2 separate regions of the Mus musculus genome follow, and region 2 is linked to region 1. A link is a contact called in public HiChIP or PLAC-seq data. All regions are on one chromosome and are shown on one strand. The core of a region is the stretch at or near the end of the contact, and the rest is flanking DNA. Distances in the headings are between cores, read along the strand shown. Region 1 holds the start of Slc8b1 (solute carrier family 8 (sodium/lithium/calcium exchanger), member B1). Region 2 holds the start of Ptpn11 (protein tyrosine phosphatase, non-receptor type 11).

Region 1 (6,948 bases), core at 1,204-3,703:
CATGCCTGCATGTGCTTGTGATGTAAGCACTCAGGAGGTTGATCAGGGATCCAAGGCAGACTATGCTACACAGAGAGAGCTTGCCTCAAAATAGAGACTGAAGACAGGGCAAGCCCGCACATGGTGCCCTGGGCAGTCATCCTCTCAGTGGAACTTGGGGCCTTTCCTTTCCTGACACACAATATAGTCCCACTCTGGTTCTCACAAAAGCCCCTGCTGGACACTTCTGTGGACCAAAACACAGAGGCAGCTGATACTTTCCAAATATGGTCACGGCAGAGTCTTGGTCATCTCACATGCCCTGGGAGAGTCAGGGGCTGTTTCCCTCTCCACAGTGGCTATGGGGGAAGTGGCACTCTTAACTTCTGCCATAAATTCCCAGAAGGGGGTATAGTTAGCTCTCCTTTTGCTCTCCAGTCCCCTGTACTGACTCCTCCTGAGGTATCTTATGAGCACACATCTACCTTGGCATAGCCTGTGCTGGAGAAGCCCAGGAATCAGCTATGTAAAATGGGGAGTCCACGGGGAAGAATCCCTGAGGCTCTGCAGAGAAAAGCAAATGTCTGAGCAGCCTCGGGCTCGGGCTGGACATGCAAGCAGAAGAAGGGCTTGGGTCGGAACCTTTACACGGCAACTCTCCCAAAATCATGCCTCTCAGACACTCAGACATATATTAAGATGTTGGTGGATTAGATCTGTCACTTTGGGAATGGTTGTTACGCAGCAATAGCTAACTGATACATGTCGGAAATCTTCCCCTTCCAGGGGAGGAATTCAATACTGTCCCCCACCCCGTGCGCGCGTGCACGCACGCACGTGCCCCTGCTCTTTGTGACACGTGACACATTTGAAGCAGGTCCTGTGCACTCGAGAACTGTGGTGAGGATGGTGAGCCTTGGTGGTACATGCCTTTGGTGGTAAAGCACTAGGAGGCCGAGAGGACAGATCTGTGAGCTTGGTCTATATGGCTGGTTCTGGTTCTACTTAGTGAGATCCCATCTCAAAGCAAGCAAACAAAGACACAGAAAAGCATAGTGGTGCCGGCAACTGGGGTTCTGGCAGTTCTACCACTCAACTCTATTTTGATTTCATTTTCTTTACTTTACATCCTGACTGAAGTTTCCTCTTCCTCCCACCTGTTCAACTCTTACCATGACAGATGAAGTACTACTGATACAGTTTAACACAGTTTAATACTTTACACTGTGTGTGTGTGTACACGTACATGCGAGCACGTGTGTGTTCATGAACGTGTGTGCAGGCGTGCATATGTGCGTGTGTCTGTGTGCACACATGTGTGTGTGTGCATGTGTGTGTCTGTGTGTACATGCATGTGTGTGTGTGTGCGTGTGTGTGTGTGTGTCTGTGTCTGTGTGTGCACATACCATGGTACACATGTGGAAACCAGAGGACAACCTCCAGGAGTAAGATCTTCGTCACTGTTGGGTTCTAGGGATCAAGCTCAGGTCGTGGGGCTTAGCATCAGTGCCCACATCATTACCCACTGTGCCATCTCAGCAGCCCCGCTGGGCGTGCTCTTTAATTAATCATGGTCTGGGGACTAATCCTAAGGCTCTGAGAACACTCAGCAAGCACCCTGCCACTGAATTTCCCACCGCACCTAAGCCCCCCTTTTCACTTTGCATTCTGGGAAACGGCCTTACTAAATGCAGATGCTGCCCTTGAACTGGAACCTGGTCAGGCTTTTTGAATTTGTTTTTAATCCCCCCAGCCTCCTGAGAAAAGCTGAGGTTGCAGGGCTATACCACTGCCCATCTTGATGTTTGCTGTAGTCTTCTAGGTTGGGGTGCAGCTCGGTGGCTTAGTGTGTGCTGGAGAGGGGAATGCTGACAAATGTCAGATCCAGGCATTTCAGGCTCTACAACCAGACTGCTTGCAGGCAGCAGGAGACCGTTTAAATCATCACCACCACCATCATTATCACCATCACCTTTATTACCGTCATACTGAGAAAATGTCTTGCTGGGATGCTCAGACTGGCCTTAATATCACAATCCTCCTGCCTCTGCCTCTGAAAGGCCAGAACTATGGGCATACACCACCACCATGCCACGTTTCCCCTTACTTTACTATAGCTCTCACCCTTCCATACCACCCTCAGTAACAGAAACTCTAAGCTTCCCCCAACTCCCCCCCCCCCCCCCGCTCCCCTTAGACTTCTCTCGGGCCTCCTGAAGTCTATAACCCACGTGCTTTCAATATAGCATCTACCTGAAAGCAGAAGTGACAGGCTGGGGACAGAAAGCAGGTGGAGAATGGGGAAGACAACAGGGAACAGCTCACAACCCCCACCCTCGGCTGGGAGGCTGTGTCTTTAAGAGCTGGGGCGGGGCGAGCCTTAAAGGGCGTGTCTTGGGCGGGGACAGAGAGGCTCGGGCGTGGCCCGACTGGCAAGTAGGCGGAGTGGAGGTTGTGGGGGCGTGGCCAGGCTGCTCCGGGCCAGGACTCTAGGGGCGGAAGGTTGTGGCGCTGGCCATCCGGCTAGAGGAAGACTCCGAGGTCGCGGATCCAGGCCCCGCCCGAGGTAAGAGGAGCTTCGCAGCCTGTGCACTCGTCGCTCCAACTTCAGCTTCTCAAATCCGCTTTCAGCTGGGACCCCAAAATCAGAAAGTGCTTCCCGATTCCCAACCCCATCCCTCGCCGTCAAGTCTGCCCACTTCACCAACGCCGCAGCACACAGGTGTCCGCATTGCCGGAGGCGCTTCATGCGAGCTTATTTGGAAATGAGTAGAAGAAACTGGAGTGGAGGTGACTTGAGGACGCGGTGTCTGGCTGTCCCTTGGGTCAGCGCTAGAGTCCATTTCACAGATGCGGACCCAGAGGCCATAAGCCCAGCCCCCCCTCCCCTCAGGCTGCCCACCCAGAAAATGCAGAGAGGGAACTGAAGGGTTCTGTGTTTTTCCACTCCACGCCCGTGCCAAGTGGAGTAGCTAGAAAGCGGAGGGGAGAGACTCGTTTTCTGTCAACAGGTGAGGAAGTGGCTGTATTCCCTTCTTCCTCTGGGGTCCTATCTTGTCCTTTGCCCTCTTCCCCCCCCCCCCCGGGGGTGGCGATTTAGAAATGCTTGTGTAAAGAATCACACCCCCTCAAATAAAGCTCAGATGGCCTTTGGCTCCCTGCTTGCAGAAAATAAAATGCACAAAACACTTGGGGCAGCCTGCCTAAGACTCGGAGCCAGTTTTCTGCTTGGACAGAAAAATAAAGCTCTTTCCCCCTGGCTGGAGGAAGTGGGTTATTCATATTGCAGCCCCACCCGCCGATTCGGCTGGTCCCAGTTTAGGCGCCTTTGAGCAACTCACTTCCCTCCTGGCCTCGATTTCTCCATCCAAGGACGGTTGGCTTTCTGGTTTTCTCCCTTGCCACATGACTCTGGGGACAGCCTGGTGAACACTCAGAGAGGGCAATGTGGTGTGGCACTTGAGCTGACAGTGAAAACCGAGAGTGAGGTTGCTTCCCAGTGCCTCAGTTTCCCCATGGAAGGATACCACAGCAGGTTGTGAGGTGTGATATACCGTCTTTGATCACAACCAAGTCCACCTCAGATGTGTGCTTTTAAGGCTGGGACCCAGGGGCTGGTGCACATCTGACATCTCAGCCACCCAAGAGGCTGAGGCAAAAGAAATATGTGCTCAAGGTCAGCCTAGCAGATAGAGGAGACCCTGCCAGTGGTGGCACACGCCTTTAATCCCAGCACTCGGGAAGCAGAGGCAGGCGGATTTCTGAGTTCAAGGCCAGTCTGCTCTACGGAGTGAGTTCCAGGACAGCCTGGGCTACACAGAGAAACCCTGTCTCGAAAAACAAAACAAAACAAAAAGTAGGAATAGGGTAGAAGGGGGTCGTGCTTCAAATTTATAATCCCGACACTTCCAAACTAGAAGCAAGAGGATGGTCACTAGCTCAAGGGCAGCCTGGGCTACCTCATGAATTCCCAGGCTAGCCTGACTCAACAAACAACTAAAAATCACTGGGATTATAGCCCAGTGGTAGAGTGCTTGCCTAGCATATATAAGTCGCTGGGGTCCATCTTTGATGTCCCACCCAAAAAAGGAGAAAAAAAAAATTCCGAAAGTCTGAGTTCCTAGTTCTTGCAAGTGAATATTTCTCATACAGTCTGGCTCGTTCCCTAAGCTTCTTGCAGACCTGATGTCCGGGTGAGGGGCAGATCTCGGAGTCACCTATGGGTTGTGGGTGTGGTGCTCCAGAACAGGAAGCACGTGATGCAGGCCCAGGAGGGCTACGGAATGGAATGGGGTTTCTAAATGGGTGGATAGGGACTTGGCTTAGCTGGGAAAGGTCTCTGGGCCCCTCCTCCTGAGGCCATGCATATGCTAAAATCCCCTCCTCTTACCCTACCCTGCAGGCACTAGAGCAGCCAGCCCGTGAGCAGAGAGGGCTCTGGTCAGGCCTCAAGGGGCCCATGGCAAGCAGATGGCTGGCTCTGCTCTGGGCTCCTGTCTTCCTCTGTGTGGCTCTGATACTGGAGACGGCGTCTGGGACCGGAGACCCATCCACAAAAGCCCATGGACACATCCAGTTTTCAGCTGGAAGTGTCAACCAGACTGCCATGGCGGATGTGAGTACCTGGTCGGGGCAGGAAGGCGAGTCGGGTTGGGGGCGTGTCTGTTGTAGTCCCAGCTAATCATTACAACCCTGGGATCTACAGGAATCCTCAGATAAAGTTAGAGATTTCAGAGAACTGTGAGCTGTGTGGCCAGTAACAGTGTGTGGGGAGGCTGTGCGTTTCCGCAGTGGTCGGTGGTCTGTGACAAACTTATTCTGTGAACCAGTCATCTTGGAGCCAGGCTTTAAAGGAAAGGAGGAAAGCCTCTTTGACGGGACAGACATGTGGGGGAAAGGCTAGGAACAAGTGCAAAGGCCTGGTGGCAGGTTCTAGCTTAGTGTGTTCCCGAACAGCGAGGAGGCTGGAAGGGCTGATCAGTATGTATAAGGTTTAACCGGGTGGGTGGAAAGGTGATGTTGGCCTGATTATAAAAGGCTTTGTGGGGCTGGTGAGATGGCTCAGCGGGTAAGAGCACTGACTGCTCTTCCTAAAGGTCCTGAGTTCAAATCCTAGCCACCACATGGTGACTCACAACCACCCGTAATGAGATCTAGTGTGTCTGAAGTCAGCTACAGTGTACTTATGTATAATAATAAATAAATCTTTTTTTTTTAAGATAAAAAGGCTTTGTGGACTGAGGCTGGAGGGTGAGAGTCGGGAGCCAGAGGAGGGTGTGGAGCAGAGGGATGGTTGTCAGGCTGGTTCAAACTCACAACATAGTGGAGAGTAACTCTGAACTGATCCTCCAGCCTTCGGCTCCTGAGAGCTAGGATCCCAGGCGTGTGTCACCATGCCTGGCTGCTTTATGTAGAACCATGGGTAGAATTATGCAGGGCCTCAAGCATGCTAGGCATGTAATCCTACCCACTGAGTTGTGCCCTGACACCTGTGTTTTCCATGTCAGAAATCACAGGCTCAAGCGCCGCCTACACCAAGTTTACAAGGCAGGGGTATCTCCACCCCACCCTATGAGAAGGCCATTGGGCAATTAAGCCGGTTTTACAGATGGGTGGGCGGTTTGCGGTTACTGGCTTATAAACTTGGTTGCTACTGTTCTGATTCTGCGGGTCAAGGATGTGAAGTTGGCTGTGAGTGAAGTGGCCCCATGAGTCCCTGGTGACAAACCAAATCTTCCTCTTTAGGGCATCGGCCTCCAGGGCAAGCTCCATCAACACATCCAGTGCCAGACATTTGACCCTGTGCCTGGAGCCTGAGGGCCACCACCCTCAGTGTATGCTGTTGTGCAACCTCTGCCCTTGTTTTGTTTTGTTCTATTCTGTTCTGTTCTGTTCTTACTCCCACTGTAGCCCAGGCTACCCAGGGTGGCCTAAACTCAAGAGTTCAATGTTTACTGTTTAAGCTTCCTGAGTGCTTGGGTTACAGACATGAGCTGCCATGCTGGTAGCTGGTGTGTGTGTGTGTGTGTGTGTGTGTGTGTGTGTGTGTGTGTATGTGTGTGTTTTAGACAGGATCTCAATCTGTAGACAGACTAGCCTGGAACTTTGCCTCCTGAGTACTGGGAGGGACTAAGTTGTTTGTGCCACCATGCCTGGCAGGGTGCCTGATGTTTACTGAGCCCCTACAGTGTGCAAGAATTGGACAGAGAACTTATGGAGCTATGTCCCCTGTGGCTTCCACTGCTCTGGAAACGGGCCAAGAAATGAACCGGAGAATAACATAAAGTGAAAAAGAACGGAGTTAAAAGAATGTGGGTGTGGTCCGAGATGAGGGAAGGCCAGCTGCTTCACCTCAAGCCATCTGGGCCATCTGGGAAGGGCTCTGGGAGGCTGGCTTTTCATTTTCTTTTCTCCTTGGGTTTTGGAGACAGGGTTTTCCTGTGTACCCTTGGCTGTCCTGGGATTCTCCCTGTACACCAAACTCGAACTCTGGGATCAGTTTGCCTCTGCCTCCTGAGTGCTGGATCAGAGGCGTGCTGTGATGTTTTCATTGAGGCCTGGGGCAGGGGCAAGGTGGTGTTTTTCACCAACTGAGGGAGGTCCCCGTTACAGTACCTTCTATTTTTATCTTTACACTTATCTGTGTGCATGCATCTATGTGTGTGTGTGTGTGTGTGTGTGCACGTGTGCATGTATGCATGCATGCTACAGCAGGCTTGTGGAGGCCAGAGTTCAATGTACAAGAGTCACTTCTCTCTTATCATGTGGGTTCAGGGGATTAGGTACCCCCTGGTGGATGCAGGAGGAGTGGGGATTGCTGCAAGCTCAAAACCACGCAGCTCCTGCTTGTGGTGATGCACACCCTTAATCCCAGCACTTGGAACCCGGAGGCTGGAGAGTCAGGAATTTAAGGCCAGCTTGGGCTACATGAGACCCTGCCTCAACACAAGTAACAAAAAAGTTGGCAAA
Region 2 (7,017 bases), core at 2,883-5,382, 680 kb after region 1:
GATCAGCTGCAGATCTCAACTTGGTATTAGTTTCATCCACCTCATTTGGTGTTGGACTCCTTCATAAACTCAATGCTCCTTGCAAAGATGCACAATCACAGCCCCCTTCCCAAGACAGCACTGCCAAGAACCACAGCAACTTTGCTAAACACACACAATATTCTCGAAGTCACGATAATGAACTGGGCTGCACTTTAAAACATCTGAACCCATCTGAGGGTCTTAAGCCCCGATACAATGGAAACCCCCTAGTAACTGCCCAACAACAGTGCTTGCCCTTCCCCTAAAAATGTCATTCTCAGACGGCAAGTGCTGCCTGTGTCTCCTAAAGCACAGAGCACTCAGCTCAGTGTCCCTATTGTTCTGTGACTGCCTATGTCCACCAGGGCCTCCTAGTGACAATTACAAACAAGAGTTGGCTCTGCCTTTCCAAGATCATGTGCATCTCCTAACAGTGTACACATTGAGCATGATCAAGAATGGAAAGCAATTGGTACAGCCTGTGCCCTTGGGCAACGCCAGCCCAAACCCCGACTCTTTGTAGGGTCACACCAAGAATAAAGACAGCGAGGCGCGCCGGAGAGACTCGGGCACTGCTGGTTCTCCCCAGGGAGATAACCAACGTGGCTGCCAGGGAGCACCTGGGACAAAATGTACTTGCCCTGCAATGACAAACCAGAACCCTCCAGTCTGAGGACAGTTCAACATTCCACCCTCCACTCCAGCCAGCACTTGTATCTTAGAGGAACAGAAAGCGACTGAAGAGAGAAGACTGGCGAGGGCAGGCAGTGGTGTCAGCTGGGGGAGAGCAAGGTAAGGCACAGGACAGCTTGAACATCTAAGTCCACCGTCCTCTCAGCTAGATGGCCCGGGACCAGCCACTCAATTACTCCATGCTTTCCTTTCCCTCCCCACCTTCAAGGTTGGGAAGCCAACACGGTGATTATACCCACATGCTGGCTTCGGAATGCTCACAGAAACGTAGTCTGCAATACTGATCAAAATGAACCGTTTTCCGACTAGCGCTGGTACCGCTCAGGAAGATCTCTGTGCACTCAAGGACAGCTTGTTCTGCGTAGCAAGTTCTAGGCCAACCAGAATGGCAGGGTGAGACCCCGTCTAGCTTTACCATGACAATTAAGTAAAACAAGCATCAATATGGTGTCTGCCATCCAAGTGTCAGTTCCTATGATCACTTCCTCAAAATGACCTTCCCTGAATCCCCATCGGAACTCAAGAGTGTTCTCAGATCCTCAGGCCAGCACGATGGCTCCATGTTTAACTGTACTCCGCCTAACAACCTCAGTTCCAGAGATTCTCCCTAGAATGCAACTGTTTTCTGACTTACACACACACCACTGAGATCATGGAAAAAAACAAAAAAACAAAATATGCACCAGCTACAAACAGTGGCTGCTCTTGCAGAGGACCCAAGTTTCACTCCCAGCACTCATGGGAGGCAACTTAAAACCACCCGTAACTACAAGTCCAAGGGATCTGACACACTCCTCTGAACACTGCAGACACACACACACACACACAAATTAAACAAAAAAAAAATTTTCTTTAAAAAAAAAAAAAAGAACTAAGACCATTTGGAACTGACATGAAGATACAGAAATATCCATGGAAGAAAACCGAGTCAAGAAACAAACTCACAATAAGGACAAGTGTTCTTCAACAATGGGGCAGACTCTACCTGTGGAGAGGCTCCCCAGCAGTGTTGCTGGGACAATGGACGGCCACTCGGAATAGAAAGCAGGTACCCACACAATAATCAATCACCAGCCCCAGAGGGAATGAGGCAGGCACACGCTGCCTACGCCTACAAGATACCCATACAAGTAAAATCAGAATAAATCTTTATCAAACAAGGAAATCAGGACTCAAAGCTATGGACAAGCTGTATGCAGCTCTCTGGGAGTAAAACTGGAAAGTAAGCAGTGACAGCCCCTTTGCAAACAGGCTGCAAGTGCCTGCCCACAGTAGATCCAACCGTTCAGCTTGCAGAGAGCTACAGCAGAGAGGTGAGGCCACGCTGACGCCTCTGCAGCAGCAGTCACAGAACCATATGTGAGTGACAAACTCTAGAGACAGCCAAAGGTCCTCAGAAGAATAAGCAGCCCTACAATGGCATGCTGTTCAAACAGCAGCAGCGAGCAATGAACTCTCAGACAATCCGGAACAAGTCCGCTAAGCCGGGGTGTGGCAGCACGTGGTACCTAGTCTGACAGCCTGAGTTAAATCCCTGGAACCTGAATGGTAGAGAGAGAGAGCCAATGTCTACATGTTGTCTTCCGACCTACAAATGCCTACCATGACATGGGCCCACACACAATGAAGAAATACATGTTTAAAAAAAAAAAATGAGCTGATGAGATGGCTCAGTGGGTAGGAGCACCCGACTGCTCTTCCGACAGTCCGGAGTTCAAATCCCAGCAACCACATGGTGGCTCACAACCATCCATAATGAGATCTGACTCCCTCTTCTGGAGTGTCTGAAGACAGCTACAGTGTACTTACATATAATAAATAAATAAATAAATAAATCTTTAAAAAAAACTTTCAATAATAAAAATCAGGACTCTCCCCGCCCCCAACGCAAAAAAAAACAAACAAACAAAAAAAAAAAAAAAAACAAAAAACAAAAAAAAAAAACAGCTCATATTTGTGTAATGCCATTAATCTAAAATCCTAAGAAAGGTAGCAACAGAACCGTGGTCGGAGGGAAAGCAGAGGACTGGTAAGACCAAGCTGAGGGAAACCTCACCAGGAGTCGTGGATATGTTCATTATCTTGACTGCTGTAATGGTCTCAAGTATACGCATAAGTCAAGGTTTAATCAAACTGTCCGCCGAATCAGGTGCAACTTATCTCAATAAAAATGTTGGTTTTTTTGTTTTGTTTTGTTTTGTTTTTTGTTTTTGTTTTTCGAGACAGGGTTTCTCTATGTAGCCCTGGCTGTCCTGGAACTCGCTTTGTAGACCAGGCTGGCCTCGAACTCAGAAATCTGCCTGCCTCTGCCTCCCAAGTGCTGGGATTAAAGGCGTGCGCCACCACGTCGGGCTTAAAGCTGATTTTAAAACTAAACAAGTCCTTATAGTGTGATCCGGCCTGTAACCCCAGCGCTAAAGGGGTTGAGATAAAGGGGAAATGTACACTGGATGCTAACCTGGGCAACACAGTGAGAGACTTGCACCTCTTACCAGGTAACATGCCACAATGTACTTCATCCTGAAAACTCAATTTGGTCATGTTTAGGAAAGGGATTCCACCACCCACCTCGTACCACTGCGGTACGCGTTAAGCTGGCTTCTAGTAAGAGCAAAGTCAATGTCACTAATGGAGTCTCGTTACCCTGAAGTGGAAACTCACTCATTCGCCTCCAATCTAAGCTTCAAATCCTGTCCTGTGACGAGCACGTTATTCCCGAGCCTCAGTTTCCACATTCGTCAAACAGAGGGGACAATCCCACGGCCAGATACGGTTCCCTTTCCTCCCACCTTTCAAAGCAAAGATCACAGTGGGGAGGGAACACTCCCAGCCGCTGCAGAGAGCTTCAGTTTTCCCACTTCTGGCACTTGGGGGCGAGGGCGAAGACGCAAAAAGGGGGCACCTGAAAGGGTCCTGTGTGAAGGCCCCGCGGTGGCCCGGGCGCCTCCCCGAGCGCGCGGGGTTATTTCGGAATCCCCAGGAGGCGACGCTCATGAGGCAATGGGTCAGGAATGCGGCGGCCGGCCGGGGCCGCGGGTGTCCCCACGGGCATCCCGGGCCGCGGGAGCAGGAACTCGGGGCGGCAGGAAATGAATGGGGACCCGCGGGCGGGGCGGCGGGGAAGCCAAGCCGACGGGGAGTCCCCGGTGTGACCCCCGGCGGCCCGCGCAGTCCAGAGGCAGCGGGGACCCAGGCCGCGGCCCGGCCCCTGCGGGCGGCTCACCTCCGCGATGTCATGTTCCTCCCGTCTCCGGCTCCGCACGGACCCGCTGCTCGCTCAGGCTCCGCGGGGTACCGTCACATGGAGGGGGCCCGAGCGAGGCCCCGCTCCGGAGCCGACACGGGTGCGGGCAGAGCCGGCCGGCCGCGCGCGCACAACCCCCTGCCAGGCCTGGATCCCGGACACTGCGCGGCCGCCCCGCCGCCCGGCTCGCTCCGCCCTCGCCCGCGCCCCCGCCCCTGGCCGCCGGCGCCTGCGTGACGTCATCGCGCGCCGCCGCCACGGCCACTATCTGCTTCCGGTTTGCGGGGCCCTGAGCAGTGCTAGGGAGTTTGGTGTGGGATTCCTCCTCTGAATCGGTGCGGCTACACCCGTGAACGCCTGGACGATTCTTCTAAACGGGGACGTCGCACATAGGTGCGAGGACACAATACACAATATGCATCCAGGGCGGCTGCACACGGGAAAAGAAGCAAACAAATAAGGGAGGGGGAACACGAGTTCGATTCCCAACACCTACCTGTATGGGGCAGCCCACAACCTTCTGTAAATTTGGTTCTACCGGATCCGCCGTTCTCTTCTTGTGGCTCCTCGGGCACTGCACTCACGGGCACATATCCATACACATAATGTTTTATGATTTACTCCTTTTGCCCGGCAAGGTGGCGTACGCCTTTAATTCCAGCACTAGGTAGGCAATAGCAAGTGGATCACTGTGAAATCGAGGCCAGCCTGGTCTGTATAGTGAGTTCCAGGACATCTAAGTAGGGAGACCCTGTCAAAAAGAAATATATATTACTTTTTTTTTTTTTTTTTTTGGTTTTATGAGACGGTTTCTCTGTGTAGCCCTGGCTGTCCTGGAACTCACTCTGTAGACCAGGCTGGCCTCAAACTCAGAAATCTGCCTGCCTCTGCCTCCCGAGTGCTAGGATTAAAGGCATGCGCCACCACGCCCGGCTAGAAATATATATGTATATATATATATATTACTTTGTATTTTTTAATGTTTAGTGTATTAGTGGTTGCCTTGCATGTAAGTATGTGTGTAACTGCATGAGTGCCTAGAGCCCAAGATCTGAAAAGAACAACAGTTCCTGGAACTGGAGTTACAGGCAGTTGTAAGCTGTCATGTGGGTGCTGGAAACAAAACTTAAGACCTCTGAAAAAGCACTCAGTATTCTTAACTGCTGAGCCATCTCACCAGCCTCTCCCGTTGAATATTTTTTGTTTTGTTTGTTTATGAGAAAAGAGACAACCTATGTACCACGGCCATACTTTTACAACTTGAACTAAAATTAACACAAATGTTTTTTGCAGTTTCACCCATACCGGGATTAGCAATCCTAACAAGTGATCCTTTTTCTAAATTAAGAAATCTGACCTTTTCACTTCAAAGAAACACTTCATAACTTCTCCTTCCAAATGTCCAAATTGTTAGTACCAGTACGCTGCTACGGGGGTTGGGGAGGGGGACTTTGTTAGATGAATGTGGCTTTCTTGAACAGCTCCATCTTAATGAAGTGTAAAGTTATGAAACTGATGAACTAGAAGCTACATAGATGGATCAGCAGATAAGAGAGTTAGCTGCCCAAAAGTCAGGCAGTGGTAGTGCATGCCTTTAATCCCAGCACTTGGGAGGCAGAAGCAAGTGGATCTCTGAGTTCGAGGCCAGCCTGGTCTACAGAGTGAGTTCCAGGACAGTCAGGGCTATACAGAGAAACCCTGTCTCAGAGAGAGAGAGAGAGAGAGATTGAGAGAGAGAGAGAGAAATAGTTGCTCCTCAGAGGACTAGGTTTCAATTCCCAGCACCAACCTGGCTACTTATAACTAACTATCTTATCTCCAGCTCCAAAGGACCAGACACCCTCTTCTAGCCCAGTGAGCACCTGCATGCACCCACACACAGATTTTTTAAATTAAATTGGTGAACTATTTCTGAAACTTTCCAATTTCATGGCTTCAGACTGCAGTTGGCTGTGGATAACAGGGAAGGCAAAACTCTGGAAAGCAAAAGGAACTAACAACATGATCATTTTTTATTATTTTATTTTGTTTTTTCCAGCCAGAGTCTTACTATGTAGTTCTGGCTGGCCCTGGAACTCACTAAATAGACCAGGCTGGCCTCAAACTCAGAGGTCCACCTGCCTCTGCCTCCTGAGTGCTGGGATTAAAGGTGTTGGCTATCATGCCTGGCTATGACCATTTCTTTAATTTCATTTATTATTATTACTGGGAGGAGGGGCATGGAGCAAGTACATGCCTCAGAATGTGTGTGTGGAAGTCAGGGAACACCTTTAGAGTCAGTCCCAGGGATCTAACTCAGGTCAACAGTCCTGTACTGATAACACCTTGACCTATTGCGGTATCTTGTTGCCCTCATATGACCATTTTAAGTTTTAGATAGCATGGGCTTCACTGAAATGTCAGATGAACCCTTGTCTGTAAAAGACCAATATGCAGGGATAATTTAGAAGATATAAATTCAAAAAAAAAAAAAGAAAGAAAGAAAGAAAGAAAGAAAGAAAGAAAGAAAGAAAGAGGCTACTGCAAAGATCCTAAAGCAGGGGTCATCGCCTGTACTTGGAAAACTGTGAAAAGGTCTCTGTGTAACGTGGAAAGACAAGGAAGGAACACAAAGAGCTGAGCTTAGAAAAGGGGAGAGTCAGGCGCCGTAGCACACACCTTTAATCCCAGTACAGGCAGAGGCAGCTGGGTCTCTGAGTCCATAGGCCATTCTGGTCTATTGAGCAAGTTCCAGTACAGCTAGGGCTATATAGAGGGACTGTCACAAAGAAATGAAACAAACCAAAACAGGAAGAAGGGGAGGTAGAAATGAGACTGGAAAAGGAGGCAGAGAAAAAAGCCAGGCAGTGATGGCCCACACGCCTTTAATCCTAGCACTTGGGAGGCAGAGGCAGGCAGATCACTGTGAGATCGAGGCCAGCCTGGTCTACAGAGTGAGTTCCAGGACAGCCAGGGCTACACAGAGAAACCCTGTCTCGAGGAGAAAAAAAAAAAAAAAAGAAGAAGGCAGTGGCAAGAGGAGCTCTGTGAGTTTAAGGCCAGCTTAGTCTATCTACAAG

What was found. HiChIP or PLAC-seq counts read pairs in DNA pulled down with a chosen protein or histone mark.
Region 2: a contact with region 1 is called in an H3K27ac HiChIP or PLAC-seq map of extraembryonic endoderm stem cells, with 7 times the contacts expected there. The contact joins the promoter of Ptpn11 here to the promoter of Slc8b1 in region 1. A contact is called at or near these places in 1 of 39 promoter capture datasets (liver), 3 of 115 datasets of contacts at active chromatin or transcription factors (extraembryonic endoderm stem cells, microglia and pancreatic cancer cells) and 2 of 9 other capture datasets (adipose tissue and liver).

Annotation. Positions count from the first base shown.
Region 1 is chr5:120,508,739-120,515,686 of GRCm38.p6, forward strand. It overlaps Slc8b1 (solute carrier family 8 (sodium/lithium/calcium exchanger), member B1), which reads left to right and starts at 2,454. Exons shown (of 16, transcript NM_133221.2): 1 at 2,454-2,545; 2 at 4,382-4,594. The coding sequence starts at 4,439.
Region 2 is chr5:121,187,265-121,194,281 of GRCm38.p6, forward strand. It overlaps Ptpn11 (protein tyrosine phosphatase, non-receptor type 11), which reads right to left and starts at 4,133. Exons shown (of 16, transcript NM_001109992.1): 1 at 3,938-4,133. The coding sequence starts at 3,951.